4 separate regions of the Mus musculus genome follow, and all the other regions are linked to region 2. Evidence: chromatin contacts called from public promoter capture Hi-C data. All regions are on one chromosome and are shown on one strand. The core of a region is the stretch at or near the end of the contact, and the rest is flanking DNA. Distances in the headings are between cores, read along the strand shown.

Region 1 (7,658 bases), core at 3,796-6,295, 1.0 Mb after region 2:
CTGGGCGTGGTGGCACACGCCTTTGATCCCAGCACTCGGGAGGCAGAGGCAGTTGGATTTCTGAGTTCAAGGCCAGCCTGGTCTACAGAGTCAGTTCCAGGACAGCCAGGGCTACACAGAGAAACCCTGTCTTCTCGAAAAAACAAACAAAAATACTGAAGGGTTTTGTTTATTATATATTAACAGAAAAATTAAATTATTTATTATATATTAATAAAAATTAAATATTGTTATGTTAGACTATTATTTGACTACATTGTACATAACCTATTTATTTAACATATGATTTTTTTTCCTTTTTTTCCTTTTTTTCGGTTTTTCGAAACAGGGTTTCTTTGTGCAGTCCTGGCCATCCTGTAACAACTCACTCTGTAGACCAGGCTGGCCTTGAACTCAACATATGATGGATCTTATAATAATCATTATTATATAGATTATTAATATTAGAGAAAATATTATTTTTTAATGTTTTTTTAAAGATTGGGGTTTTTTTCTTATGCAGATGAGTACACTGTTGCTGTCTTCAGACTCTCCAGAAGAGGGCATCAGATCCCATTACAGATGGTTGTGAGCCACCATGTGGTTGCTGGAACTTTTAATCGCTGAGCCATCTCTCCAGCCCCATCTCCCTTTCTGTTTAAGAATAGTTTTCTTGAGGGCTGGAGGGCTGGAGAGAAATGGCTCAGAGGTTAAGAGCACTGACTGCTCTTACAGAAGTCCTGAGTTCAAATCCTGACAGACTTTCGGAAAAAACAAAACAAGCAAACAAAAAACTTCTGATGATGTTCTAGGGGCTTCTTGCTGCTTCTGCAGACTCTCGACAATTGGCAGAGCGGCACAGTGATGTCAGCTGATACATACTCACATAGAGCTTTGCTAAGACAGATTCACATGGTAAGACAATACCCATGGGAAGACACATAATGTTTGGATAGAGTATAAATAGGACTCAACAGTGACAGCAGGCTTGCATAGCTATCTTTGCAACGCTTCTTTGGTCTCAAGTCTTCACTGATCTTCAGTTCGTTGAGAAAGGCACAGCAGAGAACTTCTCCTGGTGTCCCCTCTGGTCCTGGTTGCTTCTGCTGACTTGTACTGATTCAGCGAAGGCCTGACTTTTTCTGCTGGGTCATGCCACTGCGACTGATTCCTGTTGGTAATCCTGACACCACTGAACTGGACCGCTGGTTATATATCCTGACAACACAGATGGGATTTTCTCCAAAGAACTATTTCTTTTTCTTTCTTTCTTTCTTTCTTTCTTTCTTTCTTTCTTTCTTTCCTTCTTTCCTTCTCTCTCTCTCTCTCTCTTTCTTTCTTTCTTTCCTTCTTTCCTTCTCTCTCTCTCTCTCTCTCTCTTTCTTTTTTTCTTTCTTTCTTTTCAAGACAGGGTTTCTCTGTGTAGCCCTGGCTGTCCTGGAACTCACTTTGTAGACCAGGCTGGCCTTGAACTCAGAAATCCGCCTGCCTCTGACTCCCAAATTCTGGGATTAAAGGCCTGCGCCACCACCGCCTGGTTGATTTATTTATTTATTATACATAAATACACTGTAGCTGTTTTTAGACCCACCAGAAGAGGGTGGCAGATCTCATTATGGGTGGTTGTGAGCCACTATGTGATTGCTGGGATTTGAACTGGAGACCTTTGGAAGAGCAGTCAGTGCTCTTACCTGCTGAGCCATCTCACCAGCCCTTCTTTTCTTTTCTTCTTCTTTTTTTTTTTCTTTTCTGTGTAGCCCTGGTTATCCTAGAATTCACTCTGTAGACCAGGCTGGCCTTGAACTCAGAAATCAGCCTGCTTCTGCCTCCCATGTGCTGGGATTAAAGGTGTGCAAAGAATTATTTCTATTTCTAAACAGGTCTTCCCTCCCTTGTCCTAATAACCTTTCTTTTCCACTCCCTCTAGTGGGTGGTATGCTAGAAGAGATGTTAAAATATGTAAGAACCCTTATTAAAAGTAAGTTTTAGGGGGGTGAGTCTGATGGACTTTTGGGATAGCATTTGAAATGTAAATGAAGAAAATACCTAATTTTAAAAAAAAGTAAGTTTTTAAAAATCTACTCCAGGCGTGGTGGCCCACACCTTTAATCCCAGCACTCATGAGGCAGAGGCAGAGGAATTTCTGAGGTAGAGGCCAACCTGGTCTACAGAGTGAGTTCCAGGACAGCCAGGGCTATACAGAGAAACCCTGTCTCGGAAAACCAAAAATTAATTAATTAATTAATTAATTAATTAAAAAAATCTACAACAACAGTGGAGCCTCCACCTATAATCCCCAGTGAGGTGAAGTGGAGTGTGCTGGGATGAAAGTCTCTTCTAGAGTTCTCAAACCCTGGGCTCCAAGCCCTGCAGCACATAAGCTGGGGGATCTTGAGAGCTTGGACCCAAACTCCCTGCTGCAGGAGAGAGTGCCTGCAAACTGGGGCACTGTGCTTATGAAAACAAATTCTGAGGAGAGGGAGAGCAGCCCTATTTCCGGTAAATGTTTCCTCTTTTCTCAACTTTCTGTTGCCAATTTCAGCAGAGGTTCCTGCCCCCAACACCAACACAGAAACCTTAAACTAACTGATGGGATTCTGGTTGAGTTTCTTATTTTGTTACATTTTATGTTTTTGTTGTTTGTGTGCACAAGTGTGGCGGTCAGAGGGCAACAGTCAGGGCTCAGTTCTCTCCTCCCACTCTCTGGGTTCCTGCAATCAAGGTCTGCTTTCCACCCTTGTTTGAAAGCACCTTTACCCACTCAGCCGTCTCACCAGCCCTCACGTGGAAAGATCTAACATTGTTTCCCATTGTCCAAAGACAGGGTCTACTCTGACCAATGTAGCCTACTCGAGCCAATCGGAGCCTGCCTGGTGCCTGCAGAGGCTAGAAAAGGGCGTTGGTTCCTTGGAGCTAGAGTTACAGGAGGCTGTGAGCTGGCAAGGGCAGAGGTGTAGTCTCCACTCAGGATCTGTGCCCACTCAACAGCAAGAATTCTCCGTTTGCTTCTCACACTGAAATTGTATTCCAAAAATGAAACTATTTCTGATTTTAACCTGGAAGTGAAAGATGGTGCTTAAGTCAAACTGACGTTGGAATAGGCAGTGTTTGATCAATTTTAGTCTCAAAAGACACAGGATTAACCGCCAGAGAAACCTTGTCTCAGAAACAAAACAGCACAGAACAACACAGGTCCCACAGATGTCTGAAGGGGCTCCTGACCCTCAGATTTGGAGTTCCTGGTGGTAATGAATCATCATGTGGATGGGAATAGAATCTAGATCGTTTGGAAAAACAGCCAGTTTTGTTTTGTGTGTTTGTTTTTTGAGACAGGGTTTCTCTGTTAAGCCCTGACTGTCTTAGAACTTACCCTCTAAGACCATACTGGCCTGGAACTCAGAAGAGATCCACGTGCCCTGTCTCCAGAGTGCTGAGATTAAAGACTTGTGCCACCACCACAGGGACATCTGTTTATCAAGACAAGGGATTTTTTGGCAGTCCATGATTACTTGGAACTTCCAGCAATCCTCCTGCCTCAGCTAGGTTGAGTGGCTTTTATCACAACCATAGATAGATTTTTACTGAATTCTGATCTTTGTATCACACTGTAGTTTGCTCACAAAAAAAGAGAATTAGAGGGGGCTGGAGAGATGGCTCAGAGATTAAGAGTACTGACTGCTCTTCCAAAGGTCCTGAGTTCAATTTCCAGCAACCACGTGGTGGCTCACAACCATCTATAATGGGATCTCACACCCTCTTCTGGTCTGTGTCTGAAGACCAGAAACAACAACAGTGTACTCATATAAATAAAATAAGTAAATCTTGAGAGAGAGAGAGAGAGAGAGAGAGAGAGAGAGAGAGAGAGAGAGAGAGAGAGAGAGAGAGAGAGAGAGAGAGAGAGAAAGAGCAGGGTGTGGTGCCACAGGCCTTTAATCCCAACACTCAGCTGGCAGAGTCAGGCAGATCTCTGAGTTTGAGGGTAGCTTAGTTTATAGAGTAAGTTCCAGGACATCCAGGGCTACACAGAAAAGCCCTGTCTCAAAAACAAAACATACAAAACAAAACAAAACAACAACAACAAAAAACCCATAAAGAGAAAAAGAATACGAAATTCTTTAAGAATAAATTGTAAGCAGGGCAGTGATGGCGCACGCCTTTGATCCCAGCACTTGGGAGGCAGAGGCAGGCAAACAGAGAAACCCTGTCTCAAAAAACAAAAATCAAAATACAACAACAAAAAAGCGGCGGCGGCGGGGGAGGGGGGGTTGGGATGAAGGAAACCTTCAAGCTGAGTCTATGAGAAAAGTTGTTTAAATTCCAATTTGACATAAAATACTTCTCTAGATTGGGATACTTAACTTTTGACAGATTTTCTTTTAAATAGCAAGTTGCTTTTAAAACAAAGAGTCCCAATCTATTACCCATTATTACAAGGTCATTAGAATAATTTTGCCGCGTGGGGGATGGGCACCAAGCAAACCGCCTAGGTCAGCCTCAGGTACCCTTGACAGTTATGTCCTGACAGTCTTCCCGGAGCGGGGCGTCCCATGAGTGGGACCATAATGGTTAAGATGGAAAGGATGACAGATGACAAAACTGAAGGGCCACAGGTACTAGAGGAGGCGCAGAGTCCTAGCCTTGAGGCCTGGGCTAGATGGGGGTTTACGTCCTGGAGGCGACTACAGAAGCCCCGCCTCCGCCTCACGTCATAAAGCCTCGAGGGCGGGCTTGTCAGAACTCCAACCAATCCTCAAAGGGGCCAATACGTCCGTTTTTCTACATTGACCGATCAGAGCCTTGTAGGGGCGGGACGCGTCTGGCTTTTCTGTCTTCCCTCCCACAGAGTGACGCAAACACGCGGGGCCGGGATTCTCCTATCGCCAACTAATCATCAACGGAAACCTTCTGTCTGTCTTTTTACTCTCGCCAATCAGAAGCCGGAGTAGGTGGGACGCATTTGGTTTTTCCTTGGGCTGCCACTGTGGCCCCACCCCGTTCCTCCGTCGCCTCACACTGCTGCGTTTACGCCTGCGTGTGGGGGCGTGGCCTGCCGTGACGACGCATATAAAAGTGGGCGTCGGCGCCGGCGCCATTTTGCGAACGGCGAGCAGCGGCGGCGGCGCGGGAAGTGCAGCGGAGGTTTTTGCTGGTTTCGGACCCCAGCGGCCGGATGGTGAAATCCTCCCTGCAGCGGATCCTCAACAGCCACTGCTTCGCCAGAGAGAAGGAAGGGGACAAACGCAGCGCCACGCTTCACGCCAGCCGCACCATGCCGCTTCTTAGTCAGCACAGCCGCGGCGGCTGCAGCAGCGAGAGGTGAGAGCCCTGCCCCCGCCGCCGCGAACCTTCCAGAAACAGCGTCCGCGTAGGCCCCAGAGGGCAGCGCAGGACGCGCAGGCCCGGAGCGGGGTCGGCCTCCGGCGCCAGATAAGTCTCGGCAGCGCGAGATCCGCCCCTTTGTGGCGGCCACAATCGCGCAGGGGGCGGGGCGGGGCGGGGCGGGGCCTGTGGAGCGGGTCGCGGACTCGGATTTGGGATTCGAGTGGAATTAGGGAGTCTCAGGTTGAGGAATAGGGTTTGGTTTGATTGGAGGACCGGGAACATTTCGCGAAAATGTAGGATTCGATTTTGGGTTCGAATCGGATTCGGGGGTTGTGAGTTGAGCCTAAGATTTGGGGAGGGATCTGAGAAGAGATTGGAGACTCGAATTTGGGGTCTGCCTCTCGGATATGTGAGCTAGTTCTAATGTCAGGTGGCGAAGTGTTTGTGGTTACCTGTAGGGCGTTTGGGTAATAAATCGTATGCTATGTAGAGGTGGGGCTCGTCCCGGTGTTTGGAGTTCTTTGCAGAATACTGGGATTTTGGGTGCTGTTGGGGAGGAATCCTATTATATTCTTGGGTACATGTTGAGGACTCATTTCTTGGTGGGAGAGTATGGGATCAGATTTGGGGTGTTGAGAAAGAAGCTTGTGTCGGTTTAGGAAGTCACAGGTGGGGAAGCTGGGATGAGGTTTAGGTTGGATTTAGTGATTGCGTGTTGAGGGCTCTAATACTTTGGAGGGATTTGGGTCAGAATTAGGACCTTGGAAGTGGTCAGGCTTGGGGGCTCACAGAGCTATGTTGGAGGACATGGAGGTGGTGTGGTGTGGTGAGTATGATGTGAGGTGACCTTAATCCCTGGTCCACTTGGCAGTTAAAAGTCTGCAGTGGGTGGGATGGAGGGTATCACTTGAAGGGTTCAGAATGGGGACTGGTTTGGGAAGGGCGTCGATATAGGTGGTAGGAACTTTGGATATAGGCTGTGCAGACACCTATAGAGTGGCAGTAGGGAAGAGAGGAGACTTGGGGTTGTCTGACTCTAGAGCATGAGTAGTTAGTGAGGTAGAACTTTGGGGTCACTGGTAGCTGCTGACCAGAGGGTAGGAAGGAGCGAGTGACCTGGTGTGAAGGGAGGATTGGCAGCATGGAGTGGGATGGGCCACAGTGCTGAGATGACACTGCCTGTGAGGCCTGTCTTGCTACAAAAGGGGCAGAGTCACACAGGTGAGGGGCAGTGACTCGGGTTGACTGTTGTCAATGGCTCTTGAGTGGGAAGCCCGGGCACTTAATTATTGCCGCTGCTGCCACCTGAGCATTGTTTCCTGCAGTTCTAGGGTTGCCCTTAATTGCTGTAGTAACCTGGGTCCGGGGCCTCGGTGGTGCTCCTGATGTCCCTCACCCACCCCTGAAGATCCCAGGTGGGCGAGGGAACAGTCAGCGGGATCACAGTCTTTCAGCTAGCATCCTGTACTCCGTGAGTACCTGTGGAGAGCCCGGGGGTGCCTGGCACTGGCAAAGTAAGCTGGCCAACCTGACAACCCTGCTCCCCTAGGACGAGCGGCTGAATGTGACAGAGGAGCCGACGTCTAACGACAAGACCAGGGTCCTGAGCATCCAGTCCACGCTCACGGAGGCCAAGCAGGTCACCTGGAGGGCGGTGTGGAGTGGTGGTGGCCTCTACATCGAGCTCCCAGCTGGACCTCTGCCTGAGGGCAGTAAGGACAGGTAGGCCACTTCCCCTTAGGGCTGTAGGGGATTTGGGGCCTGGGCACAGGTGGCTAATGACTCCATGCTTCATTCAGTTTTGCAGCTCTCCTAGAGTTCGCAGAGGAGCAACTCCAGGCTGACCACGTTTTCATCTGCTTCCCCAAGAACCGTGAGGACAGAGGTTGGTATTGCTTGGGAGGGTCCTGGGGAGGGGAGTTCTGGCACCCCAACCTCTCACCCTATGTTCTCCCACAGCCGCCCTACTCCGAACCTTCAGCTTTCTTGGCTTTGAGATTGTGAGACCCGGGCATCCCCTTGTCCCCAAGAGACCCGACGCTTGCTTCATGGTCTACACTCTGGAGAGAGAGGACCCGGGTGAGGAGGACTAGGTGCCAGCCCTGCCCAGTGTCCCTGTGCCCTCTCCTGGGTTAGTCCACATGTCGTGATTGTGCAGAATAAACGCTCACTCCATTAGCGGGGTGCTTCTTCGAGCTGAATGCTGTGTTTGTCACACTCAAGTGTTGGCTTTAATTCTAAATAAAGGTTTCTATTTTACTTTTTTATTGCTGTTTAAGATGGTCAGGTGACCTATGCTATAGCAGTCTCCTTTGAAGTCTGGAAAAATAGTGTCACCTCCCCTGGCTCAAATCCAA
Region 2 (7,136 bases), core at 1,693-4,192:
ACCTTATTTGTTATAATTCTTAATTCCATAATACTATTTTTTTTTTCGAGACAGGGTTTCTCTGTATAGCCCTGGCTGTCCTGGAACTCAGTTTGTAGACCAGGCTGGCCTCGAACTCAGAAATCCGCCTGCCTCTGCCTCCCGAGTGCTGGGATTAAAGGCGTACGCCACTGCGCCCAGCCATAATACTATTTTGTAGCACTGAGTATAAAACTCAAAAACCTCCCAGGCTGGAGAGATGACTCAGCAGTTAAGACCACTGACTGCTCTTCTGGAGGTCCTGAGTTCAATTCCCAGCAACCACACATCTGTAATGGGATCCAGGGCCCTCTTCTAGTGTGTCTGAAGAGAGCAGCGGTGTACTCATGTACATAAAAATAAATAAACAGCCAGGCAGTGGTGGCACAACCCTTTAATCCCAGCACTTGGGAGGCAGAGGCAGGCGGATTTCTGAGTTCAAGGCCAGCCTGGTCTACAGAGTGAGTTCCAGGACAGCCAGGGCTACACAGAGAAACCCTGTCTCGAAAACCCAAAATAAATAAATAAATAAATAAATAAAATACATCTTTTAAAAAAAAAGAATTTAAGGGGCTAGAGAGATGGCTCAGTGGTTAAAAGCACTGACTGCTCTTCCAGAGGTCCTGAGTTCAATTCCCAGCAACCACATGGTGGCTCACAGCCATCTGTAATGGGATCTGATGCCCTCTTCTGGTGTGTCTGAAGACAGCTCCAGTGTACTCACGTGCATAAGATAAATAATAAATCTTTAAAAAAGAAAAGTGAATTTAAAATAAATAAATCTTAAAAAAAACCAAACAACCCTAAAAACCTCATGCTTCTCACTGAGCAAGCACTCTACCTGACCCCATCCCCACCCCTCACTGAGGGTTCTAGGCAAGGGCTCCACAAATGGGCAACACCCCCAGACTCTCACTTGGGGATTCTATGCGGGGCTCCATCCCTGAGCCACACTCCAGTTAAGACCTCTACTATTTAACTACTATCCTATAACTGTCTGTCTGTCTGCCTATGGAGACATGGTTCCAGACTGTAGCTAACACTGAGCTTCATTTTTCCATCCCCCTGAGCCAGCCTCTGGGTAGCTGGAGTCCCCGGACTGTGCTGCTCTCCCCACAGTTAATGTGAGTCCAAACAGTAGCACATGTCGCTTGTGTCGAAGATGATCATAGTTATTATGTTTGATTGTTATCACCAGAAGTGCCCGGGCGTGGGGGTAGAGAGTTGGTCCTGTCTGTGTCACATCCTGGCTTCCTGATGGCCTTAAGTTTATCCCTCAGTGGCCCCAGCATGTCACCTGTCACTGAAGCAATGGGCAGCTGACACCACCCAATGGGTATGAATCAGGAAGCCTCCACAGTAGTGATGGCCCTCGAAGCTCACAGAGGCCATATAGGGCCGGGAATGTGGCGTTACCTCATGGCCTCCAACAATGTAGGACCCACAGCAACCTGGAAGAGGTGGGGCAATGTGAGAGACAAGGACAGGACAGGTAAATCAAGGGCAATGGAGCACAGCCCTGGCAGGGAGTAGGGGTGGAGGCTGGGCTGAGAGGAAGGGGCAAACCTAGAGGGAGGCATCCAGGAAGCAAAGGCAGGAGGATCTCTGTGGGTTCAGAGTCAGCCTGGTCTACATGGAGAGTTACAGGCCAGCCAGGGCTACATGATGAGACCTCGCCTAAGAGTGAGTGTGTGTGTGTGTGTGAGAGAGAGAGAGACAGACAGACAGACAGACAGAGACAGAGACAGAGACAGAGACAGAGACAGAGACAGAGACAGAGACAGAGACAGAGATGAGACAGACAGACAAAGCCAGTCCCAGGCACCCTCAGCACCACATAAGCATGGTGTAGCAGTGCAGGCCTGCTGTTTCAGAACTCTGGAAGTGGAGGCAGGAGGATCAGGAATTCAAGGTGATTCCCTTTTCAGCTGCCCAGCTATTTCAAGGTGCCTGGACCACGAGAAACCCACTTTACTTAAGAGAAATAGAGGGGACCAAGTGGTGGGGCACACCTTTAATCCCAGTGCTTGGGAGGCAAAGGCAGGCAGATTTCTGAGTTCGAGACCAGCCTGGTCTACAAAGTGAGTTCCAGTACAGCCAGGGCTACACAGAGAAACCCTGTCTTGAAAGCAAACAGATAGACAGACATGGATGGATGGATGGATGGATGGATGGATAGATAGATAGATAGATAGATAATTAAAGACTGAGGCTAGGAGACCTTTTGGGCCTGTGATAGGTTCAGCAGGCAAAGGCACATGCTACCAAGCTTGACAATCTGAGTTTAATCCCAGGAACCCCTATGGTAGAAGGACAGAATCGACCCCTGCAAGTTTTCCACTGGTTGTGACAAGCACTATCTACATGTACTCTCTCAAAATAAATAAATGTAATTTTTAAAAAATAGGAGGCTTGGAGAAATGGCTCGTTATTTAAAACCCCTGGCTGGTCTTACTGAGGACTTAGATTCTAATGCCAGCATCTACATGATTGTTGGAACCGACTGTAAATTCCAGGGGATCTGATGCCACCTTCTGGTTCCTCCAGGTACTGCAGGCATGCAAACATACAGGCAAAACACTAATACACACAAAAATAAAAACAAAACAAAACAAAAGCTAGGAAGCCCAGTCTCCACGATCTTGTACCTGAGGTGGCTGAAGTCCCTACTGGCTGCCCCACCCCCACCCCATAGCCTCCTGCCTGAGCAAGAGTACACGTGCATCCTGTGTGGGAGCCTGGTCACCTTGGGTAGGGTCTAATGGCCATTTGGAGTTCTCACCAGGGAGCCACATGAGCTGGGTCAGGGCAGCTGCTGTAGTCAGCACCAGACAGTGCCAGCCTCCTCTTGTCCCAGGCACCATAGCTGTAGAGGATGGCATCTTTCTGGTGAGGTCTGCAGGTGCAGGAGGCACCCAACGGTTCAGTCCAGAAAGTTGTTCCGGGTCTGTGGTCTGTGGTCAGAAGGTGGAGCAGGCACTTCTGGAAATCAGGGGAGGCCACGTTACTGTTTCTTGTCTCCAACTGTGCTGCTCATGAAAACCCAGAAGTTTAGAAACAAGATTGGTTTGTGAGCTCAAACTCCCCTTGTACCTTCCTACTAGATTATCTGGCCACTGAACGCATTCAGACCTTCTCAGGGGACAGTCATCCTGGAAGCACCAACTCTGCTTATCTGTCTGTCCCCAGCCAGGTAGCCCAGGAGCAAGCACCTTGACCCTTGACCTCAGTTTCCCCATCATGAACCTGAGGTCAGTGAGGACCATAAAGCTAGTTCTTTGGGGAGGGCTCTGAGTTGGGCTGACTTTATTGCTTTTACTGAGGTCCTACTGTATACCATACTTCCTTGGAAGAACTGGGGACATAGCAGAGAGTGACCCTAAGGTCTGGAGTCCAGAGACCACCCATCAGGATATGTGCTGGGCTTGGGTTTCCTCGTGGTGGGGACCTTTGGGAGAGAAAGTTCAGTTATCTGGCCTCTAATTCAATACGCTCTTGAACTAGCTATCCAGCTGAGAATAGCCCTGAACGCCTGCCTGCCTCTCCCTCCTCTATCCTCCAAGTGCTAAGGCCACAGGTGTTGTCTACCATGGACCCACGTAAGGTGGGAACATAAGCTTCCCCTAGGTTGTGAGATGGAGCCCAGAGCACACACTGGCTGGGCTTGTACTGGTCCATGCTTGTTAGCAGATGCTGCAGCTTTAATTAAGTCTGCTACAGGCTATGCCCTAGTTGGCCTGTAGGACCCACCCCAGGGCTGATGCAAATGGTAGGTACCTAAGAGCAGAGAGGGGCTTGGGTGAACTCAGGGTGCACAGTGGTCCCAGACAGCTCAGGAAGGGGAGAGGGCTCAGGGTCAGCAAGGGCATCCTGCAGGAGAAGGCACTGTTGTCTTAGCAACAACCTCCCAAAAGGGTCACTCCATCCCCCACTGAGGATGCAGGGGGAAGCTCTGCACCATTGGCCTTTGAGGGAGCCAGGGCTCAGGAAGGTAGTAGTGACCAGACACAGAGCAGGAGGGGAAGGAGGGAGAGACCCCAGAGAGCCAGGGCCAGAGGAACATAAGAGAGTAACAGAAACAGGTGAAGGTGGAATGAGACAGAGAGGGAGGGGAAGACAAAGACAGAGATAAGGACAGAAAGAAAGCCAAGCCTGAAGAGGATGCATACCTTTAACTCCAGCTCTCTGGAGACACTGGCAGATGGGTCTCTGAGATTAAAGCCAGCCTGTTTTACAGAGTGAGTCCTTGCCAAACAAAAAGCAAGCAAGCAAGCAAACAAACAAACAGAAAGCAGGTCTGGGGAGAAGGCTTAGCAGTTTAGAGCACTGGCTACTCTTCCAAAGGACCTGGGTTTGGTTGATAGCACTCACATAGTGGCAGTGGATCTGTCCCCACTTCTGGCTCCTGTGGGTACTGCATGCATGTGGTATATACACACAGAAAAACACTCAGAAAATAACAAATAAAATAAATGAGAGGGAGACAGAAACAGAGATGAAGACAGCGATATAAAGAGAAATCAGCGGGGATGACGACAGAGAGTGGGAAGGTGTGTGATGCAGGGTGGGCGCGTGCCTTTAGTCCTAGCTCTAAGGCAGAGGCAGGCAGATCTCTGTGAGTTCAAGGCCAATCAGGTCTATAGAGTGAGTTCCAGGACAGCCAGGGCTACACAGAGAAACTGTGTCTCAGGGGGGAAAAAAATCGCACAGCAAGTGCAGGAAAAGTTCAGGCTGCAGACGCAGGAGCCCTGTTGCTTCTCTGTTTCCTTCTGCTTTGATGAATGGTTGTGAAACCATCTTGCACTCACCTCAACTGCCAACTGCCAAGCTCCCAGCAGCCATCTGGACCCTGGCCTGGCCTGAGAAACCCAGGAAGGGCTCCCATCTCCGTTCTGGGGCATCTGGGAACCCTTTGAGATATTAATTAATTTATTTATTTATTTATTCACTGCCTGATTTTTGTGTTTTTGAGACACTATGTGTATATAGAGACCCAGTGAAGATCTGTCAGTGGCTTTGACAATGAGAGACGAATGGTGTGCAAGGCTCAGACATGCCCCCAGCTCACCAACCAGGACGTTGGCTCTCCATTTCCTCCGACTCTCCTGGAAGTGGCTCTCTTTTTCTTAGACAAGGACTCAGGTAGCCAGGTTGCCCCCAAACTCACTATGTAGCCAAGGATAACCTGGGACTTTTATCCTCTACTTCCCAGGTGCTGAGGTGACAGATTTGTATAGCCACATCAGCTCACTTCGGGCTTTTTTCTTTTTAAGATTTATTTATTTATTTATTTAATATATGTGGTGAGTACACTATTGCTCTCTTCAGACACACCAGAAGAGGGCATCATATCCCATTACAGATGGTTGTGAGCCACCATGTGGTTGCTGGGATTTGAACTCAGGACCTCTGGAAGAGCAGCCAGTGCTCTTAACCATTGAGCTATCTCTCCAGCCCATAACTTTAAAAATACATATCAATACATACACACATACACATTGGTCTCCCTAGGTAGCCCAGGTGGGCCTGGCACTTGTGGTCAGGGAGACTCGGCATGTGTCACCATGCCCAACTCCAGCATCCCTTACTTTTTAATACTTGATTTTGCTTGTATGCATGTTCTGTGTGCAGTGTAAGCACATGCGAGTGGGGCATGGAGAGCAGCCCCAGCTCTCCTTCCTTACCATCTATCTGATTTTCTAGGGCAGGATCTCTCCCTGGCCTCAAACTTGCCTTGTGCTATGACGGATGGCCAGGGAACCCCAGAATGCTTGTGTCTCCCCTTCCCCAGTGTTGAGCTTACCACCATGTTGAGCATGCCACCATGTGGGTAGGGATTAAACACAGACCACTGCTTGCACAGAAAACGCTTCAAATCTTCTTTTTAAAATAAATAATTCTTTAAATATTTTTTTAAAGATTTATTTATTTTACCTATGTGAGTACATTGTCACTGTCTTCAGACACACCAGAAGAGGGCGTCAGATCCCATTACAGATAGTTGTGAGCCACCATGTGGTTGCTGGGAATTGAACTCAAGACCTCTGGAAGAGCAGTTTTAACTACTGAGCCATTGCTCCAGCCCAGCACTTCAAATCTTTTTTTTTTTTTAAAGATTTATTTATTTATTATATGTAAGTACACTGTAGCTGTCCTCAGACACTCCAGAAGAGGGAGTCAGATCTTGTTTCGGATGGTTGTAAGCCACCATGTGGTTGCTGGGATTTGAACTCCTGACCTTCAGAAGAGCAGTCGGGTGCTCTTACCCACTGAGCCATCTCACCAGCCCTAAATCTTAACTCACTTGCTTAGGAGACAAAGATAGTGTCCTGAATCCCCAGAGCATACAGTAAGAACTCAGTCATTCTCTTTTGACTGAAAAGACAGTGGTCCAGGAACATGGAAGATACCAGCTGTCAGTCTGAGCATCTAATAATGCAGGCTCAGCAAAATATAGCATTCAGCCTGTCTTTGTCAGTAAAGTTTTATTGACACACAGCATAGAGCCCATCAATGTTGATAAAGTTTTATTGACACAGAACCACTTCACAGATCTCCTCCAGCTCCTCTGGTGTTCATGATAAGTGTACTGTCCTTGCAACACAAACCACCTGGCCAACAATGCTGGCAGTGTTTACTATCTGGCCTTTTATCTGAAAAGTTCGCCTGACCCTCAGTGTGTCCAGGTGAGACGACACCGTTAGCCCTCTAGCATCTGAGGAGGTGGGATGGGCAGAGAGGTGAAAAGGCTGAGAAACAGACACAGAATCACACACCACTATACCGGTGAGCCCAGATCCAAACCCAGGGAAGATAGGTGTGGTGGTGCAGGCCTGGCTAAGGCAGTGGGTACTTTCAGGACAGCCTAGTCTACATATTAGTCTACATAATTTCAAAAGAAGTCCAAGGGAAAGTGGGTGGCTTGGCAGGAAGGCAGTGGAAGATGTCCTGGGACCTCCACGTGCACACAAAGTGAGCATACAGTCTCCAAAACCAAACCAAAGGACAACGACTCTATCAGAGAAGCGAATTTTGTGACTCACTCTCCCTGCGCTGCCCCAAGGCCCAGTGAGTGTCTAAGGCCAAGGAGCTGCAGTCCAGGCAGAAAGTCACATGGT
Region 3 (7,147 bases), core at 1,709-4,208, 1.1 Mb after region 2:
CAGGGCCATGTTTCAGCCCCAGCAAGCAGCAGAACTCGGCAGTTTTGGCCATGTGGCTCTGGCTTTAGAGTCCAAAATAGAAGGGACTACAATTGATGCTGGCTAGCTGGAGCTAAGACATTAGCAGTGATTAAGAAGAGACCAGCATCACTGAGGTGACATCTTGTGGGAAGTGTTATCTGAGAGCACAGAGAAGCTGTGTGCCAGAGATAGCCAAGGTTGTACCGTATGCTGCAGCTGGACTTGGTAATGTGCAAGAGTCACCCAGTGGTACTGATTCTGAAGGCATGAAGGGGTCATGCAGAGCAGCTGAAGCTCAGCACTGTGAGGCCATGAAAGGCCATTGGTGAAGGTTCAGTCTCACCTGCAGTTGATGGCCCAGGACTGACAGGGGGTGGGGTGTGGTGGGGTGGGGATCATGCAAAGGAGCTGAGGCTTGGCACCATGAAGAGAGGCTATGAGAGGCTACTGATGAAGCCTAGTTGCAGTGGAAGAGCCCTGTGTACTGAAGATGCCAGTACCCCTCTGAGTCCCCAGATACCCTATGGATCTTACACAAGAAGCCTCCATACCTTCATGGTCCCTGGGGTTAAATGGTACCAGGCTCCAGCACCCCTCCTCCCAGGCAGCCTGCCAACTCCAAGACAAGGGAATGGCTTCTCAGACCGTCACTCCCACAGCCCTTGAGCACCGGGGGCCCATCCAAAGTTCTATGAGAACGAAGAGCCTACGGTTGTCTGACACCCCCTCCCCAACAAGACCCTTCACCCCCTTTCAAAGGACTTGAGTTGTCTTACCCTACCAAAGACTAGAGACCATCCTCATATTCCCCCAAGAGGGTGGGGTACAAACACCCTCCAGATGCCTTTCACTGCGGGGGGGGGGGGGGGGGGGCAGCCCCAATGGCTCCTCCCCCAGGTACCAGTGTGAAACCACCCTGTCCCACAACAAGCTGTGGCCCACTCTGTGCCGGTCCCTGAGGAGTCACACACTCATTGTTGGACTCTTCCCTTGGAAGCCTTCAGCAGAAGTACCCCAAGATGTCCATGGACCCTACAGTGGGTGGAGACTGCCCAGCTCCTATCCTTGTCCATTGGTGACACCCAAATCATTACCCTCACAATCTCAAACCCTAGAACCTGAGTGTCAGGAGAGCCCCCAAATGGCCTTCTCACCTGGGTCTCCCAGGGCTGTGCCGAATGCGCCCTTACACACTGGGTACCCAAAAGTCCACGAGTCCTCTGAAGGGGATCAACACTGGATCAACACCTCTCCTCAGGGGCCCCAAATCTCCACAGCTCGAATAAGGATGGTCTTGCCTAGAGTGGTGCTCTCCCTCAGGGGTTCCCAGCACCCCTCACTGGGGTCCTCAGGGGTTTGGGTCTGCCAGGCTTGGTATTCCTCCCTCAGAGACCCTCAAAGCTCCCCAGGACAGCCTCCAGACAGCACTTCCTTAGGGTCCCCTAGGGTCTCATGGGCCCCTAACTGGGGAGACTTGCTCAGTCTCAGCACATTACCTCTGGGGTGTCTTAGGAATCAGGCAGGGTCCTTTAAACCTATGACCCTGGGTGGGCAGGGCTTTCCTGCCTATTCATGGAATGTGAAGTGTCCCCCAAGGTCCTTGAGACAGGGTTTCTCTGTGTAGCCCTGGCTGTCCTGGAACTCACTCTGTAGACCATGCTGGCCTCGAACTCAGAAATCCACCTGCCTCTGCCTCCCAAGTGCTGGGATTAAAAGCGTGCGCCACCACTGAGGGAAACACCCAAAGGTGACCTCTGGCTTCCACATGCACAAACACATACACACACACCCATACACACACACACCCATACACACACACACCCATACACACACACCCACACACACACACACACACCCATACACACACACACACACACACACACACACACACACACACACACAAGCCATCCTGATCCCACTCAGCTAAGCTTAGGTCCTTAGGACCCGGCTTTATTGAAGTTTTACCTCAGTCTACACGTCTCCTTTAGGGTCCCCATGTGAGCACAGGTTAGCTTCATCAGCACCTGTCTCAAGAGCGCCCGGGTGGGTGGGGCTTCGGGGGCGGGGACTAACATTGTTTACACCTGTCACTTGTCCCTAAAGTCCCTCCCATGGGAGGGATTTGGACCCATCTGCACTAGTCCCCTTCCCCGTCCAGACTTTAACCTGTGTTAGGGTTTTTGGTAGGCGGGACTTACCTGCCTGCACCAGTTCCTGGTCCCCCCAGTGGGTGGGGCTTAGCGGTTTGCACCTGTAAGAGATGTGTCTCCCCTCCCCTTGGGCGGCGCTCAGCGCTCTGCAATCGTCCCTGGGGTCTATGGTGGGCAGGGCTCAGGCCTATCACCCAACCCTGGGGTGTCCTGGTGAGCAAAACTTAGCTGTCGGCATCTGCCCCTGGGGGTCCCCGGTGGACTGGGCTTCAGCGTTATGCATCTGTACTGAGGTCCCCGGTAGGCAGTATTTAGCCCTTATATTCCAGCCCCAGAGTCCCCAGTGAACAAGACTCAGCTAGCTGTGCACCAGCCCCCGGGTCCCCTGTGGGCTGGGCTTAGCTAGTTCTATGCACCGTCTCCGGGATCCCGGGTGGGCAGGACTCCGCTCATTTCACCTATCACCAGGATCAAGCTCCCCGCGTCCCCGGTGCCGACCCACGTACCTCGCGAGTGGTCACCTCCTCCTTCTCGGAGATCCGGAGCAGCAACCTATCATTCTCCAGCTCCAGCGCGCGGACACGGTCGATGTAGTGTGCCAGGCGGTCGTTGAGCTCACGGAGCTCCTCCTTCTCCTGCAGCCGAGACAGACGCGTGGGCGACAGCGGCGTGGCGGGCCCCGCGTGGGGCGGCAGAGACGCCATGGCGGAGGTGGCGGCGGCGGGAGAATCACCTCGGTTGCCCGAATGCGGCGCGCTCATTCAATCCGCGCCGCGGAAGATGGCGCCGCCGCCCGCAGCGCGCCGGAATTTGTAGTCTCCTTGGCGCGGAGCACGCAGGGAGCCGTAGTCCACAGGGCAGCTTGCGAGGCATGCCAGGAGATGTAGTTTCCAGCTTTCCAGTAAAACCCGGGGTTTGGCAGTTACCCTGATTGCGGGTGGAGGAGGCGTTCTGATTTCTACATGTGTACAGATGCACACATGAAGCCACATAAGCGCACACACAGAAATCAATTAATAAATTAAACAAATGCAGAACAAATCGAACAAAAAGACAGCAAGGGTGGGTGAGATGCCTCAGAGGGTAGAAAGGCACCTGCTGCCAAAACTGATGGTCGAATTTGGATCGCTGAACCCTACATACGAGAAGACAAGCAATGCACACAATTGTCTCCTGGACTCCAATTGGGTTCTTCGAAAAACACAGAAATATGTGAGTTTGTGTTTTTGTTTTAATTAGAGGTGTCACATATGGGGCTGCTTCAGATAGTCTGCAGCAGCTGACTATGATTTGCTTCGTGCTCTAGCAGAGGCACGGTTTTGTCAGTTGCACATAGTTTCTGCGATTGTGACCTTAGGAATTATGGACACTTTTCAGAAGATATACAAATGTTATGGCCCCAAGACGGGCTTTGGTTGGTCTCTGTTGGTAACGGTTTGTTAACTAGTCGTGTGCAAAGAAGAAACAACAACAAGAAGAAATTAGATAGCCTGACAGCAAAATCAAACTTGCTCCAAGGAACTCAATGCCCCCAATCAACAGGAAATAGCCTAACAATAATGTCACCCCCTCTTCTCTCTGTCCTTTCCCCCCTCCTATCTAGTGTTAAGGGTTGAAAGGATGGAAAGAGGGTAGAAAAGGGTGGAAGAAAGAAGAACCCACAAAGTAGCCAAGTTCTGCTAAAGTGTCCACACACAGGAACATAGTAAACAAATGTAATTTTTAAAAGAGCCGCCACAAGGCAAATGTCCACTACTGTCTTCCCAGCACTGGCAGGAGGATGGTGAGTTTGAGGATAACATAGCAGAAACACAGGGCTACCAATGTGAGTCAATGTGTAGAGTGTTTGCCTGACTGAGGTCCTGGCTTCTATCCCAGCACCGTGGATGAGCCCCCTGCTCTCACCTCAGCACCAGGCAGATGGAGGTAAGAGAATCAGGAACTCAAGGGCAACCTCCGTGACACAGAGGGTGTGATGGTTTGTATATGCTCGGCCCAGTGTGTGGCACTATTAGAAGGTGTGGCCCTGCTGGAGCAGGTGTGGCACTGAGGGTGTGGGCTAAGACCCTCACCCTAGCTACCTCGAAGTCAGTCTTCCACTAGCAGCCTTCAGATGAAGATGTAGAACTCTCAGCTCTGCCTGCACCATGCCTGCCTGGACGGTGCCATGCTTCCTGCCTTAATGATAATGGACTGAACCTCTGAATCTGTAAGCCAGACCCAATTAAATGTCCTTATAAGAGTTGACTTGGGGCTGGAGAGATGGCTCGGTGGTTAAGAGCACTGACTGCTCTTAACTCGGAGGTCCTGAGTTCAAATCCCAGCAACCACATGGTGGCTCACTACCATCTGTAATGGGATCCAATACTCCCTTCTGGTGTGTCTGAAGACTGCAACAGTATATTCACATACGTAAGATAAAAAAAAAAAAAAAGAGTTGCCTTGGTCATGGTGTCTGTTCACAGCAGTAAAACCCTAACTAAGACAAAGGGTGTGAGGGAATATGGGCTATATGAGGCTCTGTCTCAGAAAACAAACAAACAAAATGGAGACCTGGGCAAGCAAGAAGACCCACCCAATCCAAATCACATAGGCCAACATGAAGCTGGATGTGGTAGAGCACCTGCATGTAATGTCAGCACTCCTGTGGGGAGACGGGGAGCAGAGACAGGAAAGTCCGGGGACAGCTAGACCACAGTACACAGGAAGGGGGATAGGAAGCCAAAGATCCTCAGCCCCTCACATGAATACCGTGACATGTGCGCACACATGAGGGGGCAGAATGGGGAGAGGAGGATAATAAACAGAGCTTGGCTCCCACAATGTGTCAAGTGTCAAGGGCCAGACTATGGACCACCTTTCTCTAACTTGATGTTAACAGGTACCTGGGAGAGTCAATTTTTATGACTGGGAGAGGACTGCTCCCCAGTGCCACACCCACTCCTTGCAGAATAGCCTTCTCCCCGCACATATCATAACACTAAATCTATACAGACAGACTTACTGTCCCCTAGACAACACCTGACCTGTCATCCTGGAAAGGTAAGAATGACTCACTACGGTTAGCATTTGTCTTTCCTAAAGCTACATTGTGTCAAAGGATCTGACACTGTTACCCATTTTCTTTCTGTCTTTTTAAAAAAAGATGAGTATTTTATGTATATGAGTACACTGTAGCTCTATAGATGGTTGTAGCCTTCCTGTAGTTGTTGAGAATTGAATTTTTAGGACCTCTGTTCCCTCCTGTCAGCCCCACTAGCTCACTCTGATCAACCCCACCGGCTCAGGCCCTGCTAGTTCCAGCCCAAAGATTTATTTATTATTATAAATAAGTACACTGTAGCTGTCTTCAGAAGGTGTCAGATCTTATTACACGTGGTTGTGAGCCACCATGTGGTTGCTGGGATTTGAACTCAGGACCTTCAGAAGAAGTAGTCAGTGCTTTTACCTGCTGAGCCATCTCGCCAGCCCCTTCCATTTTCTTTTTTTTTTTTTAAACTTTATTCAATGTATGAGTGCTCTGCTGCATATACATCCGCCTGCTTTAAGAGGGCATCAGATCCCCCTATTGATGGTTGTGAGCCACCATGTGGTTGCTGAGAATTGAACTCATGACCTCTGGAAGAACAGCCAGTGCTCTTAACCACTGAGCCATCTCACCAGACCTTCCATTTTCTTATAATTAGAGCTATTAGTGTAAAAACTGGAAAGATGGGCAGAGGGCATGACTCAGGATCCCCTACCTAGAATCCCCCAGTCTGCAGGCATGGTCAAGGGCACAGCCCCTTAGAGTTCCCCAGTGAGGGTCTGGGATCATGCCTCAAAGGATGAGCACTTACCTACCTAAAGAGAGGTAGGTCCTCAGTTCCACCTCCGCAAATGCAAACATTTTTCTTTTCCCTATCTGATTCACACTGCCCTGCACATATTCGCAAAGGCTCCCAATCCCATCACCTCCTAAAAGGGCAGGCCCACTGACTTGAAATTGAGGCTAGGCCCAACTCAACCTGGACTATAGGAAGGTTTCTGGCAGTTAAAAAGCCAGCATCCCTCAGGAACTCCTGAAGTCTGTTCCTATCTACCAATAGGAGCCGGTTCCCTTGCCTATGGGAGAAGGGACACATAGCTCTCCAATACCTGTGGCTCCTATCAACATATCAATGTCCATGCTGGCCCCAGACTTCCCCAGGCCTTACTCACAAGTACCTGTTAGATATTTCAAGAGTTCCCACATTTCCCCCCTCAGCTCTCCCCCCCCCCATACACATTCTCTTTATACCCATTTATCCATTTCATCTCTCTACTTTCCCCAGGAGAGAGCCTTGGCAGTTGGGAATAAACTTTTCCTTTCCCACCAACACAGCGGCCATTTAGGTTTCTTTACTGCACCCTCGCATACACCCCTCTTGGCTTGTATGTCCTCTGTGCCTCAGGGCCTACGGCTGGGGTCGCCCCCTAGGCACACCATTTCTCCTTGCTGTGCTCCTCAGTGCCCAGGCTTTCTGTCCACTTCCCGCCCTCTTCCCTCTGAGCGGGGCGGGGTTCGTGGTGCACCCCATCCCTGCACGGCTGGACTCTAAGTCCCAGAAAACCATGCGGTACTCGGGATGGGGCAGAACCCTCTGCCCCACCCCTTGCCCCCTCCCCCGTGCTCTTTGGGAGACGTGCTGCAATTTTCAAATTTTGGCGCTGAGAGGGTGTGGCGGTGACAGCTGCTGCTGAGGTGTCCCCTAGCTGCCCCGGACTCGCAGGCCTCCCCATCCCCCACGCTCCTAATACAGCGGGTGGGAAGTGGAGGACCCATGGTTGAAGGAAAGGAAACTGAAGCCTGTGACAATCAAGGACTGGACGGAAGAACACCCCTCCAACAGCAAGCGTCGGAGCTGCAGTACAAAGCGGACCCCTGAGCCCAGGGCGCTACAAAGTGGCAGCTTGCTATCTATTTTGGAGGTGCAGGGCCGTTGGACAGGAAATCC
Region 4 (7,049 bases), core at 3,008-5,507, 1.2 Mb after region 2:
ACACACATACATGCACAACACACACACTACACACACACACCACACATATACACCACACACACATCACACACATACCACACACACACAAACACACACACACACACCAAACACAAACACACCACACACACACACACCACACACACACACACACCACACACACAAACACACACACACCACACACAAACACACCACATGCACACCACACAACACATACCCATACACATACACACACACTACACACACAAACACACCACACACACACAAACACACCACATACACACCACACACACACATACCCATACACACACACACACACACACACACCACACAAGCATGCAGCCGTCCAATCACATGATCTGGGACTTGGCACGGGTCCTGGGGTTGAGAGCAGGCTCACAAGGTGCCTTTGTTGGGCTGGGAGGAAGGAATGCCCTCAGAGCAGAGAGCAAGAGGAGCGGGAAGCTCTGCTTGGCTGGGGATGGGGCACGGAAGAGGCAGTGGGGTGTTAGTCAGGGTTCTCAGGAAGGCCACCGAGGTCCTAGTGAGAGTAGGAAACTGATCTGCGATCTGTGTGTCAGTTGTTAACCGGCTAGACCCAGCAAGAGGACAGGCTCTGAGCTTGGGGGCTTTGGGATGAGAAGGGCCCGCCGAGGAGAATGGATAAACTCACACCTTCGCCCTCAAAAAGAACAAAGAAGAAAGCCTAAGTTCAGTACAGTAAGCCAATATGACCAGGACAAGCTCACTTCAACGCAACAATTCACAACAAAAGTCAGAAGCAGCCGGGCGGTGGTGGCGCACACCTTTAATCCCAGCACTTGGGAGGCAGAGGCAGGCGGATTTCTGAGTTCGAGGCCAGCCTGGTCTACACCGTGAATTCCAGAACAGCCAGGGCTACACAGAGAAACCCTGTCTCGAGAGAAAAAAAAAAGTCAGAAGCAGTCCAGGTGTCTACAAATGGATGGTGTAAATACGGCATGGTCAGCCCACACATTGGAATACCACACAACAGTGAACAAGAGCCAGGCTCTGAGGAACCGAAGGACACAGAGATCAGTGAGAGACCAGGGCATAAGGTCGCACAACCTGAGACTCCATGATGGGAATGTCCAAATCAGGAGAACTGAGAGTCTGGAAGTGCATCTGTGGGCGCTGGGCGGGGGCGGGGGCGGGCGGGGGCCGGGCGGGGCGGAGAACGTGGCATTAGCCTGTCATCTATGGATCATGGCTGCACCCGGAGATGAGCTCAGGAAAACCCTAAATTATTATGCTTAAAATGTTGAATTTTAAAATATGCAAATCAGACCCGAATTTAAAACATGAAAATCGATCAGATTATCCCCTTTCCCAAGTTCTCAGGAAGAAGTTGGCAGCCGTTTGAGAAGGCTCTCCGATGTCCCATCGCGGACCCTGTCACCAACCCCCACCAGAGGAGACTATGACAGGACTGGTTTCCCAGGAGCCAGGGAGAAAGCGGCCAGACCATGGGGATGAGGGGCGGAGATAGGGAGCAGGCTGAGGTGTCTCCTACTCAGTCACAAATGGCGGCTTTTGCCTCCCAGTGTGGGAGTGGGACAGGAGGCAACAGAAACAAGTCCTCCCTCCTGGCCTTGGTGTCACAAGAACCTGGAATTGCCAGGGTCAGGTCAGCCATGAAAGGGCTCAGGCGTGGGACAATCTTCCACGGAAGAAAGGCAAGTAAGCGGTGACCTACCAGGCCGCTGTCATATAGTCACACCAGCCAGAGAGGAAACAAAAGAGTCTGGACTTTCAGCCTGTGTCAACCACAGTGGCTGTGGTAGCTGTTCTTTCTAGAAAGTTCCAAGGTCTCCACCAATCCCCACAGTGACAGGGTCTCACTGTGCAGCCCAAGCTGGCCTCAAACTCACAGAGATCCACCTGCTCCTGAGATTATGATATATTCTTGAGGTCCTGGGGACAGCACCGGGGGCCTGGTGCATGCTGGGACAGGTCCCCAACCCAGTGAGCATCATTCCAGTCACTATTTCTAGACACAAATTAAAAACCTGCGACAACACCTTGGCGGGCGGGGGCAGTTTTCCTGTTACTACTTGGTGTGCCAGAGCAAAAAACAAGTCTGTGCTGTGGAGACAAAGATTAGCCGCCCCACTGAGTGTTCTTCGCCTGGGCACACTGGACTCACTAGGGGACCCCCAAGATCCTTCACGAAACAAACTGTGGGTGCGGGCGATGCAGGCTCAATCACTCACAATTTCAAAGTCACACAGAACTGAGTGTGAAAGTCACTCCATTAAGCTCACTCAGGAAGCAGAGGCAGGGGGAGTTCCAGGCCAGCCTAGGCTACACAATGAGACCCCGTCTTCAAAGGAGGAAGAAGAGAGGAGGAGGAATGAAGGAAAGGAAGAAAGAGAGAAAGGAAGGAAGGAAGGAAGGAAGGAAGGAAGGAAGGAAGAAAAGCAAAGCAATAGAAATCGGAGTATGAGCAACCTTCACAGGGCCAAGTGTGGTGACCCATACCTGTCCTGCCACTCAAGACAGAGACTGGAGGATCAGGAGAGAGTTGGAGGTAGCCTGGGCTACAGGAGACCTTGTCTTAAAAACAGAACAGAACGAGCCACCTGGAAGAACTAAGCATCCTAACAAATACCTTGTAATCCCAGCACTGTAGAGCCTGAGGCAGGAGGATGGACATGGCTTCCAACCCTAGTGCCTCACTGGGGGATTCTAGGCAGGTTCTCCACCCCGGGCTCTATCCCAGTCCACATCCTTCCAACCTGGCTGCATAGATCTCAGGCAGTTTTTCACACCTCTGGGCTGTGGACACTGGGCCTGTTCATTGTCTGTGGGACACTATGGGCCCTGCAAGGCACTGTGCAGTCTTAGGCTCCACACTGCATGCCAGGACCTCCTCCCTGATTTGAGAAAGTTACACATGTCCCTAGATGTTACCCAGTGTTCCCTGCACAGCAGAGTCACCCAAGTTCAGAGACAATCTTACACTAAACTGCAAGCTGACTGTGGTGTTTTTGAGACAGTGTCTCACTCTGCAGTCGTGGCTGTCCTGGAACTCACTATGTAGCCTAAGCTAGCCTCAAATTTTCCATTTTTCTGCCTCAGTTTCCTAAGGACTGGGAGAGCACGCCTGCCACCACCGGGGTAGAGATTCTCATTTGCACCCCAGGATGGTGGGAGTCAAGGGGGGTTCCTCATAGTCTTTCTGTGACAGCTTGCACCAGAATGGCCTTAACACATATCTTCCCTGGCAGATACTGCAGGGAGCCTACCCAGGGCTAGCTGCCCTGCCCTCATGAGGAGGTAGGGGGGACTGAGGACTGAGGGACAGCAGCTAACAGATCAAAGCAGAGTCCCAAAGCCACTGAGAGCACTAGACCTGTCTGCAGCTGCAAACCGGTGAACTTGGTGCCTGGTTCCCTGACACCTGGCAACAGTTTCAGTGCTATAACAAGAGGTCCCCCAGCCAGCCACCGTCACCCTCTCTCCCACCTCGCCCCTACCCCCACCCCATCCCACCCCCGCAGTGGAGAGCTGCCCACACACCTTAACACTATTGCCCCTAACACTCCCACAGGAAGTTTCTGAAACAGTCAGTCAACACTGGAGCCTTGTGCACCCCAAGATCTAAGCCTATGTACCCTGAGTCCCTGAGAGGGACACACAGGTACCTTCCCCCTGCTCTATGTCTTTGTCTCCAAGGTGTTGGTACTGTGTGCAACCAAACAGCAAACAGGTAGTGCCCCACTCCTCCTTGACTGCACCCCACTCCTCCCTGACTGCACCCCTCTTCTCCATGACTGAACTCCATTCTTCTCTGTCTGTATCCCACTGTTGTCTGACTTCACTTCACTCCTCCCTTATTGTACCCCACTTCTCCTGACTGTACGCCACTCCCCTGACTACACCACACTCCTGTCACCTTACCCAATACGTATCTGACTGCACCAAACTCAGTCTTGTATGACTGTACCCCACTCCTCCCTAATTGACTGCACCCCACTCCTCCATAACTGATTGCCACCCATTCCTCCCTGATTGCACCCCACTCCTCTTTGACTGCACCCCAACTCTCTCTGACTGCACCCCACTCTTGTCTGACTTCACCCCACTTCTCTGGGCTGCCCCCGTCCTCTCTGAGGCAGCCCACTCCTCCCCGATACACCCCGAGTCTCTTCAGCATGCGGAGCTCACCTGCCTCCAGCCAGTGTCTCAGCAGCCGCACAGCCGAACGCACCGCGGGGCCTAGAGAGGGCTCTTCCATGGGGCGGGGTCTCCCGCGATGAGGGCGGAGCCTCTGTAGCATTCGGACCAATCAGAAGCCAAGGTGGCGGAGGTTGGTCCAGAGGAGGAGCCTAGGGCCGACAGTCTGGTAGGCTTAGCCTTGGGGGCAGGGCGGGGCTTCGGGCTCGAGTGGGCGGGCCAAACCCAGGAATGGCGTCTCCACGGGCCATTCACTAGCTGGAGGGCGGGGTTATGCGTCTAAAGATTGGCAATCAATGGTGCAATCAAAGGGGCCTCTCTGAGGAGAAGCTGCTTAACGTTAGGCATGTACTAAGTCAGGCTTTGTTTTGTTTGGATTTTCGAGTTTATTTTATTGGTGTGTATTTATTGTATGGTATAATGAGTTTCATTATGACGTTTGCATACATTTGTATCCCATATTGTGATAATATTCATCTTCCGCTGAGCATCATTTTAGCAGTAAGAAAACACCGATCAAACTCCCCATCTCAGCCCAGATCTAACAGAACAGCAAGGTCCAGTCAAAAAACCCCATGGGAGCCAGGGACAGGAAGCTCCCTTGTGGTTTTCAAGGAACGAGTTTGAATCCCGAGCAGAGACCCAGGATAGTGAGGAAATACTGATTTTTTATTTGCTTGTTTATCATTTCTGTATTCTGATGTTCATCTCCGGTTTTTTCTATTCTCTCTGTTACTTGGGTTTTTTTTTGGCTTTTGCAGTACTTGGCTTGGGTTATAACTTCAGCCATATATATATATTTTAAGACAGGGTCACAGTAAACCGCCCAGGCTGGCCTTGAACTCACCATGCAGGAGAGGATGACTTTGACTCTCCAGTGGGGGCAGTGGCACCAGGGACTCATGCTGGAAGCCCCAGCCCATGGGTCTGCATTCTCTACAAGTTTTCTTGGTGACCTCAGAGACATCTGGAACATCCCTGCAGGTAACAGCCATCCCAGGGAAAGACCAGTGCAGCCCCTGGGTGGGTGACCTCAGGATTCTGGTGTGGACTGACATTCTGTGACAGACAATCTACTGGCTCGGCTCCCTGGACTCTTGTCATTCCTGAAGGAACCTGGCTATCATCCACACACACATCCACACACATACATGCACACACATATGAATGCCCCCACCACAGACATGCACAGACAGGCACACACATGCACGTGTGCTCACACACACAAACACACACAAACACTGCACTTTATATTCAGAGAAAGCCCAGAACCTTTCTTCAGTGTTCTTCCCTGGCACATCCCATCCAGGCTGTCCCCAGACCCTACTACTGTTTGTGGTTCACCTGGTAGATGCAGAGTTGGGCTATCTTCCAGCACTTGAGAAGATGAGGCAGGAGGACTGCCCCAAGTTTGAGTTCAGTTTGGGCTACATGGGTGAGTTTGAAGCCATTGTAGGCAACATGAGACCCTGTTTCAAAAACTAACTAATGCTGGAGAGTCGGCTCAGTGGTTAAGAGCACTAGCTGTTCTTCCAGAGGACCTGGGTTCAATTCCTAGCACTCACATGGCAGCTCACAACTGTCTCCAGTTTCAGGGGATCTGACACCTTCACACAGACATGCACACAGGCAAAACACCCGTGCACATAAAATTTAAATAAATAAATAAATAAATGAATAAATAAATAAATGAATAAATAAATAAATACAAACACTAAGAGGTTTGTAGCTCAACAGGAAAAGTATCTGCCTCCAAGCCTGAGAGCCTGAGAGAATCTAATCTCCAGTAAGGCTAGACCATTGTGTCCTCTGACTACCACACACATACTGGAGCGTGTGTACATGCACACGTGCACACACACACACACAAATTTCCCAAATGTAATTCAAAACAAGATCCACAAAAATTACCCTTTTGTGGCATGCAATTGAGTCTAAGTAGATTCAGGAGACCGCACTGAGCCCAGAGGCCACCAGGGGGAGCGCTGGAGCTGCCCGCCCTGGGCACATCCCCTTCCCCTAGGTCCAGACCTTGTCACCCTGACCTACCTAGACTCTTTCATTTCCATGATTTACATTGTTTTGTTTTATTTTTTTCCAAAACTGTTCGTATTTATTTTGTGTGTAAAGATGTTGTGCATGCATGTGTCTGTGTGCTCACCGTGTGTGTGTGTGTGTGTGTGTGTGTGTGTGTGTATGCAAGTGGTCTGCAGAGTCCAGAAGAGGGTATTGGATCCCTTGGGACTGGGTGCTGGAAATGAAACCTAGTTCTCTGGATGAGCAGTCAGTGTTCTCTACTGCCGTGTTGTCTCTCCAGCCCTGTTTGTTTGTTTGTTTGTTTGAAATAGTGACTCACTGTGTAGACAAGGCTGGCCTCCAACTCACAGAGATTCACCCATCTATTTACCTCCAAGTGCTGGAATTAAAGGTTTGGCTGCCACAAGCCAGCCTGTTTCTATGACTCTTGTTGTCTTAAAAGCCAGTATGCATCTTTTAAAAACAAACAAACAAAAAAAAAATTGAGCTGGGCCAGCAACAGTTTGATGTACAGAGGCACTTGTGGCTAAGTTTGAAGACTTGAATTTGAGTCCCAGGAGCCACATGATGGTAGAACACAGACCGCTGTGTGCTGTCCTCTGACCTATACACACAATAAATAAATAGACAGAAAAATAAATGTTTAAATGTTTAAAAAAATCATCATGGCTAGGCAGTGGTGGCGCAAGCCTTTGATCCCAGCACTTGGGAGGCAGAGGCAGGCAGATTTCTAAGTTTGAGGCCAGCCTGGTCTACAGAGTGAGTTCCAGGACAGCCAGGGCTACACAGAAAAACCCTGTCTCAAAAAAAAAACC

The links. Promoter capture Hi-C pulls out the DNA fragments that hold promoters and counts their contacts.
Region 1: a promoter capture Hi-C map of pre-B cells shows a contact between it and region 2, with 3 times the contacts expected there. The contact joins the promoter of Oaz1 here to the promoter of Prss57 in region 2. A contact is called at or near these places in 3 of 39 promoter capture datasets (hippocampal neurons, liver and pre-B cells).
Region 3: a promoter capture Hi-C map of liver shows a contact between it and region 2, with 3 times the contacts expected there. The contact joins the promoter of Lmnb2 here to the promoter of Prss57 in region 2. A contact is called at or near these places in 6 of 39 promoter capture datasets (fetal liver, hippocampal neurons, liver and 2 more), 1 of 484 Hi-C or Micro-C datasets (CD8 T cells), 1 of 115 datasets of contacts at active chromatin or transcription factors (microglia) and 1 of 9 other capture datasets (liver).
Region 4: a contact with region 2 is called in a promoter capture Hi-C map of liver, with 4 times the contacts expected there. The contact joins the promoter of Gng7 here to the promoter of Prss57 in region 2. A contact is called at or near these places in 4 of 39 promoter capture datasets (hippocampal neurons, liver and neutrophils) and 1 of 9 other capture datasets (liver).

Annotation. Positions count from the first base shown.
Region 1 is chr10:80,821,611-80,829,268 of GRCm38.p6, forward strand. Oaz1 (ornithine decarboxylase antizyme 1) reads left to right here and starts at 5,046. Exons shown (of 5, transcript NM_008753.4): 1 at 5,046-5,295; 2 at 6,627-6,772; 3 at 6,851-7,023; 4 at 7,101-7,186; 5 at 7,261-7,658. The coding sequence starts at 5,150. The coding sequence ends at 7,394. It overlaps Mir1982 (microRNA 1982), which reads left to right and starts at 7,187; the gene lies at 7,187-7,260.
Region 2 is chr10:79,786,043-79,793,178 of GRCm38.p6, forward strand. Prss57 (protease, serine 57) reads right to left here and starts at 2,943. Exons shown (of 5, transcript NM_001042710.1): 1 at 2,801-2,943; 2 at 1,316-1,469. The coding sequence starts at 2,900.
Region 3 is chr10:80,915,287-80,922,433 of GRCm38.p6, forward strand. It overlaps Lmnb2 (lamin B2), which reads right to left and starts at 2,959. Exons shown (of 12, transcript NM_010722.5): 1 at 2,678-2,959. The coding sequence starts at 2,932.
Region 4 is chr10:81,010,668-81,017,716 of GRCm38.p6, forward strand. It overlaps Gng7 (guanine nucleotide binding protein (G protein), gamma 7), which reads right to left and starts at 4,258. Exons shown (of 4, transcript NM_010319.3): 1 at 4,189-4,258.